Regions from separate parts of the Gossypium arboreum genome. Here region 2 is linked to region 1. Evidence: chromatin contacts called from public Hi-C data. All regions are on one chromosome and are shown on one strand. Each heading gives the region's core, a stretch centred on a gene start, on an enhancer-like site or on the middle of the called end of the contact. The rest is flanking DNA. Distances are from core to core; before and after follow the strand shown. Region 1 has its middle 13 kb from the start of LOC128295611. Region 2 holds the start of LOC108460785 (jasmonoyl--L-amino acid synthetase JAR4-like).

Region 1 (4,323 bases), core at 1,205-3,704:
AAAAGATTGGTGGCGACTCCTATTTTCGTTTTTATAAAGTCGATTTCCATTTTCCAAAACCCAATTTTAAAAAGGGTTTCGACAAATAACTTTAGAAGTCAATATTGCTTTTGAATTAGTTTTTTGCTTTTTGAGAAATACACTTTTGGAGTTAAATGACATTTTTAACTATTATTTATAATCTAATGTATTTTATGTAATATTTATATTGACTATACATCTATTTTTCTATTGAAATTTATTTCAAATACATAACACTATATTTAAATTTGTAATCTGTTATATTTTTAATAATATTTAAAATATAGATTATATAGTCAAATTAAATTTTACAAATAATTAATATCAATTATTTACAAATATTAAAAATTGTATTTCATATATCGAAATATGAATAATGAGTTATAATAAATTATTTTTATATTTATACAAAATATTATAATATTAACGAATTTGAATATTGTTTAATGCATATTTTTACTACACAACATCATGTTTATCGACATTTTATTTCTCAAAATCACTTTTTGACAGCAATATTGAACACTTAAATATTAAATAATACCTTTCAAAAATATTTTTTCATGACACTTTTCAAATGCAATGAGAAACTAACCCTAGGTCCAATGTTTTTAGAATTGGATCGTTAAAATTGGATCGGTGGCTGAATCAATCAAACAACTAGTTTATTAGTTTGAACAATTTAATTAAAAATTATTAAAAAATAAAAAGCATGTTCAATCGTTAGTTCAATCGTTTCGTACAAATTCCGAATCCAACCACTTTAATACCATTCTCTAACCTAATACCCTAACTAATTCCCTATTCGAGTCCAACATCATTTCCTAATCATATAAAAATATTTGCATTTATAATCTACGCTTCCTAAGTTTATAACAATAATACTTCTCAAATTGATATAATACTAACAAAACAATTATGAGTGAATTAAAATTTTGTTAATTAAATCTTAAATCTTTTTCGACTTATTTTGAGCTAAATATTATGACATCTTGAACGAAATAATTAAAATCCTGAATTTAGAAGCAATTGCTAAAATTTGATGATAATTTTTTTGTTGTTCTTATAATTACTTATATATTTAGATTTTAATTATTTATCATCTTTTAAATATTTTTATAATATTCTGAAAGAATAAATTTGGATAAATATTTAAATTTATTTTGATTTAGCATATTATATCAACATACTTATTCATAGAGTATGTTACGTATCAATTTTTATTACTTTAGTTGGTCACGCCAAGATTTATTATTATTTTATTACCAAAAGTTTAATTGAATCAACTTTTTTTCTTAAACCCTCAATTACTTAATTAATTAATTTATAAAATATTTTTAGTGAAAAGAAAATTAACTTAAAACAAACTAATTACATAGAAGATCTTTGAGCAAGGTTAACACTTGTTTTGACAATAGGTACGATTACTAATACTTCCCTTGGGATTTCTTCAAACACTATAAAGTTTGACCTATATCAAATGTCAGTTTGGCCATACAATATGCCAATTTGTTCAACTCCCTAGGATATGTTATATGGCCCAATGTCCAAACTTTGCTAAAAGTTTTTGAATTCTTCTAATGAGGCTTAAAGTTGAAGCTGTCAAGAAGAAATCTTGAATGAGCACCTCCAAACTATCTGTTTGAATTATTATGTTCTCAAAAATCTTATTTTGGATAAGGGTCAACTCATCAAGTTGTCTAAAGATTTGTTGTAACCCAAATTATTAAGAATAAGGAATGGAGTTGAATTTCTATAAAATGAGTGTCTGATAAGGATTTTAATTATTGCTCCATTCAAATTGATTTTTAAATCCTTATATATATTTTATTTGTGTGGATGAAGACTGCTAATTATATTTGACCGGAAATAATCTAATGAGGAGGCTAAGACCCCATGTTTTAACAGAAGCTATGTCCTTGATCTATGGCTACTGTTTTGGAGGGGGATGAAAGGGAGATGCATAGCGGTAAGTAATAATTATTGAGAAAAGAAGCTTCTTATTATGAGGCTAGGTTTCTATTAATATTATAAAGACCTAAAAGGGTAAGTTTGTGAGTTGAGTTGGATAAGAAAACGACAGAAAGGTAGGGATCACAGCTGATACCAACCAAATCAAAGATGATTCCTTTTTTCCTTTATGGGGTTTGAGTCATCCTGTTAGGGGATACTATTGTCGCCATTAATTTACACTTTCATCGTGCTGAGGCCGCATATCGGCTAACCCCCACTCCTGCTGGTGGGGCCTTCATTATATATGTAATCGCATCAACTCTCTCTGTGTGTATGTTGTTTTCATTATTTGGAAAATGACAATTAGAGTTGTAACTTCAGACAGACTTAATTTCTCATTCTTGTTTCTTCCAACCAAGAGGGACTAAAGTGGTAATTCAGGATATATCTACATTCAGTGCATTGGTGCTCCTCCCTTCCAATTGCTCGACTGCGACACATGGTATTTATAGCGTATATATCTCTCTTCTCAACCATATGATTTGTCACAGATAACAAGTTTGAAATTATTATTTACAATAGAAGTGGTCCTGAAAACCGACTAGTTTTGACAACCTTTTATTTTTTGCAATTTTCCTGCTTTTGGATCTCCTATGTGGGGGAGGCCTAAGCTTAGAGGATCGACCGACGTTTGATTTATGAGATCAAACTCTCTTCTCCCTCCTCCTACTTTTAACAAAATTTGTAATTCACTCCTTACATTTTAAAACTTCAAATTTAAATCATGCTTCTACTTCTTTTCTTTTTTAATTTAAAAATCGTTGTCCAATATAATATCGTTAGTATTTTCTATAAAAAATTTAATATTTTTTTGTAAATAACATATTACATCATGTTAGGATAGCCTAATCTACATATCAAATTGATAAATTTTGAAATATACTAACGATATTAATGATTTAACTAAAACTTTTAAATCAAAAAAGAAAAATAACTTAAATTTTAACTTTCAAAGTATAACAACTAAATCTCAAATTTTGCCATAGTTGAGGGATTGTTTACATATTTTAACCTAATAAATAACAAATATTATTTTAAAAACACTAATCAAATCACAACTCATTGAAAAAGTGGAATTGAAAATTTTCTCCAAACATTTAGATCAAGTTCGAATACTAAAGTCATTGATGCTAAACAGTATTAGTTTTAGAACGTAAAATGAATAAGAATATTACAAGAATATAAGTGGGAGGCTTTTTTTCTTTTTTTTTTACAGTCCAGATTCCTTTTAAAAAAATTGTTAATGTTTACGGTAATATATGAGTTTTGTCGGATAAAAAAGCTATTATAGTCTTATTTGTAAATTTTATGTAAGATAAAAAGAAGGTGGAAGATTTTATTTTAAAATTTAAAATCATATAAAGAAGATAGTAACTAAGATTAATCAAATAAATTCATAAAGGAAAAAGATTAATCAAACAATTTCAAGTTGGTGGATTAACCCAACATTAAAATTCAAAATTTTTAAAGAAATCTAATTTTCTTGAGCATCCAAGAAACAAATTTTTAAAAAAAAGAGAAAGAAATTCTCGACAATCAATGCAATAAACCACAATGTAATATGAACATAAAAGGTAATTGTCTTAAATTTTAGATTCGCTTGGAATCTTAAATAATTTAAATAAACAATTATAATGGGATTACACCATAAATTACGATATCTTGACATTATTCGAAATGTAAAATTTTGTAATAGTTGGAATATTGAGAATCTAAATTCTACAATCTCTATTTAAAATATAACGTTAGATTCAACAAACTAAATCCCATATAAAAATAGTTAAATTATCCATCCCCATTCTTAAATTATATTTAAAAAGAAAGAAAATAGATGATTAGATTGATAGAATTGTGTTAAGATAATATATAAAAGAAAATAAATTGATAGATAGGTGGAGTGTTGGAATTGGCATCATTGATTATTCATTTATGTGGAAAATAAGCACTAAATGAGTAATCTAAAGCCTTAGATGATAGTTTTAGTTGTATCATGAATTTGGTTAGGTTTATGACGTTTTAATTAGGTCTAGGATGGGAACCATGTCCACTTCTAAAATATCTTGTTTTATTCACAAGAAAAGGGTGATGTAAGAAGATTTTTACAATTTCTTTTTTTTTTTTAATTATTCATAACATAATTTTCCAAGTCATTAGATTTACTTTTGCATTCATTTTAATCAATTTTCTGCAGCTCTGGTCATACTATTCAATTTTCTCCATTAATGACTTTTTTTTATTCTTAATTATCGGGAAAAAGTTTAAAAATTAGGACAATTTTCTTAGCAGCAA
Region 2 (4,323 bases), core at 598-3,097, 38 kb before region 1:
CCAACTGGATTTCCTCGCGGAAAATCAGCCCACATAAAAGATGACAATACAAAGATTGACGGAAATCTGGACCAAATATCACCTCATCTGGGCTGCAACACTGAGATTGCATTACTTTCATTGCCTTCTTAAACTGCGAATTGCGAAACACATTGGTCGTAGCGGTTCCAGCAAACAATCCCCCTTTCGTCCTACTCTGCTTGCTGCTGTATATGAACTGCAAAGCCTTCCCATTCGTGACAGGGAATTCCCTGTGTCAATAACACAAACTGATTAATAACGACAAAAAATCTCCCAAAAAAAAATTTTGGGGGGAGAAAAAGGTTAACAGATATCCAATCATATACCTGTTTCTAAAAGCATAAGAAGTACGGAATATCTGCAAAGTAGTTTCCATCAATTCGTCATTGAACGGCACAAACTTGGGCCTTCCTTGAGTGGTGCCAGAGCTGCAAATTTACAATAATAATAAAAATTATCATTCAATTTTAAAAAAAAAAATCATGTAAAACATAAAATTAAAGTAAAGAATACCTGAGAGATATGGTGGTTATGGGTTTTCCAGTGAGAACCAGGGAAGAAGCACCATCGACAATTCTTTGAATATAAGGCTCCAAATCCTGGTGAGTGACGACAGGAACACAAGCCTTGAAGCTTTGGGGGTCAGTTCTGCCATTGAGACCCAGATTCTGCAAATACTCGGCGCTTCCATTTTCTTCTAAAATTTTCTTTAAAGTCTCCCTTTGAACATTCTCAGCATCTTTGGTCATCGTTTCGAACTCTTCTATCACTTTTTCTACGTGTAGAATTTCCATCTTTTCTAACATCCTTACTTACTCAAACTACAACCTTAAAAAAAAAAAAAAAAAAAGGAAATCAAATTATATGAAGACTATTTACTTCTTATTTAGGAAAAAGAATAAAGTGATCTGAAAGCATAGAAAAATAATTTTTAAAAGAATACAATCATGTTTTCCGCTCTCTTTCTCTTCTACCAAACGGAAGCAGAATGGAGTTTTCTTTTGCTATCAATAAATGCAAGAAAAAGAAATTACTTGAGGTGAAAAAAAAAACCACTAATTTAAAAATAAAGTCAAAAAGGGAAACAAGCTTATATGATAATTAAGCAGCAATCTGAAAAACCAAGACAATAACTCAAAACATTTTCAAGCTTTCACTTTATTTGACGGATAGTCAATACAGTCAACCGATAAGAAACTTCAATTTCCCACTAGAGATTAGAGATTAGAGATTAAACGTTTTTTTTTAAAAAAAAAAGTGCAAAATTAATGAAATCGGAAAGAAGAGGAAACTAAGAAATCAAAGAATTTGAAATGTGAAACAAAAATTCAACTTCATATCCTGTTCCAAAACTTTGAAAATTTCAAACGAACAAAAAGAAATCAAAGAAAGAGATTCAAATCACCTGTAACAAAATGAAAGAAATGAAAGAAATTCAATAGAACAGAAAAAGAATAAAACAGAATCAGAGTAAGTATGTGGATAAAGTGCAGTTTGAAATTCAGAAATTTCAAGTACCTGAGGAAGCTCAGTGTTTTTCAGTAAAAGAGTGAGACAGAGATATGGAGGGAAGGGAAGGTGGTATTGAGTCAGAACTCAGAACTCTCCAAGTTTATATGGGAAAGAGGTGAAAAAGGATAGGAATTTTGTTTGCTCACCAATTTCAATGCGCTCTCTTGTTTTCCTCAAAGTGTCTGCAAAGATAGATAATTTTTTTTTTTATCGTAAGAAAGGCAAAGGCAAATTGCTGTGTGTTAATGATTTTGGGTATGGCGGATTGGGAGATAGAGAGAAGATTCTTAGGCTTGCATTTTATAGGCGTTTTCTTTAAAATTATTAATAATACAAATTTGTCAGCCTCTTTTTTTTTTTCTTTAATTCCTAAAATGTTTTTTGTCCTTTCCCGACTTTGCCCATACTCCAACCTTAGAATTCCGGAAATGCCAGCTTGAGTACAACTGATGAATTCTGAAATTACCTTTATGGGCTTGGATTATTGTGAGAATTGGTTAATATTGCCTTTGGTTCACTAGATAAGGAAGTTAATAACGCCAGATTGACGTGGGGTCGACTACAATGAAAGGCAGATTTTGGCAATATTGCACTTCTCATCCCTTTAACTTTTCTATTTTCATTCAGATTCTTTTTTAATTAGTTTTTGTTGTAGAATGAGTTGATGTCATGAGTTAATTGAGTAGTAACTCGATTAGAAAAATTATGAAAAATATCCTTTCACAATTAAATTAATTTATATTATTCGAGAATATTTTAATCTTTTTATTTTAAAAAGTCAATAAAATTTTTACATGTGATGATATTTGAACATGTGTTATTTAAATCGATAAAATATTAATTTAATCACTAAATCAAATACTTATCTTAATATAATATTAACATTAATTATATTATGTATATCTTGTTACTTCCATCAATTATACAATTGTACTTCTATACTTACTATTCTTTAAACCTGTTTCCTTATCAAAGTAAAACTGGAAAAAATCCAAAATAAAACACACCCATGACACATTCCATACTAGGATAAATTATAGAGGAGTGAAGGAAAATCAGTTTCTCCTAAGCCAATTTCATCGTTTTCCAACAAATTCAATTATCTCAAAAGAACTCTTTTAAGAAAAAATAACACATAGTAATATATGTTAGTCATAGTCAACAAATCAAGTCAAGTAATAATTAATGTCAATTTGTTGTATAGGTTAAATCAAATGGTGCATCAAATCAAATTTGTATAAAAAAAATTAGTTTGGGGCAGTCCGATTTCCAAGTCTCTATATCATAGACTATTTGATACATCGAAATTTTGATAAGAATAGAATATAAATTATTTGATATTGATTCAGATCGAAACAATACATATTAATTGATACAATATTGATTACCATAATTAATATAGCGCTAAGTTTTATTTTTATTTTTAAAAAGTAGTAATGCAAAATATTAGATTGAAATATAGGATGTGGAAGTTTTGGTTTGATAATGAGTGGTAATTTAACATCTAATTAAGATGTACATGGATTGGTAAAGTAAGCAAATTAAAGATGTAGAAATGAGGAAGTAATGGTGGCATGGCAATGCATGGTGGGGTGTGACGAGCGGCCAAATGGTGGGTGGGCCCTACGCTCCCAACTTCGAACTCCAAAACACATGTCGGCATACAAAACGTTCTTTTCTTTTCTTTCTTTGCACTGCCATTGCTATATTTTAATTTAATGTCACGTTTTGATGCCAAGTATATCAGTTATCAACTTCAATTCTTTTTGGGTTTATATTTATATGATATTTTTCCCAAATTTTTTTAAATAATATGGTTTTTTTATTCATTCAATCCATGCAGGATCTTCAACTTCCAAACTTACATTTATTATTCAAACTCAAATCATTCTTACAAGATAAATACTCAATTAATAGATCATAATTTAAATCTTATAAATGTATGTTTGTAAATTTGGGTTAAATATGATAATTTTGATATTATACTTTTAATAAAAGAGTTAATTATCGAGAGATCGAATTTAGAATTTGATATCAACCAAATTTTCATTTCAACAAAATTTTCTTTTATCATTTATCATGTGCATAGTTGACCTAATAGTTAATTATTTAGTTTTTTCATCAATAGAAAATTTTCATTTTTTTATTTTTAATTAATAGTTAAAATAAAAACTCTTTTAACAAAAATATTTTAACTTCAATTTTTAAAATTAAAAAAGGGTCTAAAAGTTTTTATTAAGAAAAATAAAAAAATTCAGTTGAGCCTTTTAAGGAAAAAATTGCACTCAATTGACACTTTAACGATGAAAAAATCAATTAAATCATTCCATTAATAGAAATCATCATTGATTGGTTTGATCATTAACGAATGCTAATGTAATTGACAACGATAATGAGAAAATTAAAAAAAACCCTAAAAACTATTTAAAAATACTAAAACGTGTACATTTAGAATAAATATGGATACATGGATGTCCATATTCATTTGAACTTAGACAATAGTTTGTCCATGTTCATTCTACACATGATTTAGAATATTATAAAAATTATTAAAAATGGTAAAGAATTATTAAAAATTATTTAAAAATTATAAAATTATAAATTACAAATTGTAAAATCCTTACGTAATTATAGGAAAATACTAAAAAATACATGTTCATAATAAATCTAGATAAATGGATGTTCAAGTTCATTTACGTTTGGAGAATCATTTCTTCAAATTCATTTTAGATGTGCTTCAAAATATTATAGAAATTATTAAAATATTTATTAAAATTCTATAAAATTATT

Evidence for each region. A called contact is a pair of places that touch in the nucleus more often than the background predicts.
Region 2: a Hi-C map of leaf shows a contact between it and region 1, with 4 times the contacts expected there. The contact joins the promoter of LOC108460785 here to the enhancer-like site in region 1. A contact is called at or near these places in 2 of 5 Hi-C or Micro-C datasets (both in leaf).

Annotation. Positions count from the first base shown.
Region 1 is chr7:73,697,547-73,701,869 of ASM2569848v2, reverse strand. No RefSeq gene overlaps it. Among protein-coding and RNA genes, the nearest start is that of LOC128295611, 13 kb to the right of the region's middle. Within about 2 kb of position 2,454, at least 1 of the 2 cell types and tissues checked has an H3K27ac peak or open chromatin away from gene starts, as enhancers often do. A contact at or near this core is called in leaf, where this site is marked.
Region 2 is chr7:73,734,457-73,738,779 of ASM2569848v2, reverse strand. It overlaps LOC108460785 (jasmonoyl--L-amino acid synthetase JAR4-like), which reads right to left and starts at 1,847. Exons shown (of 5, transcript XM_053031203.1): 1 at 1,680-1,847; 2 at 535-849; 3 at 348-449; 4 at 1-251. The coding sequence starts at 827.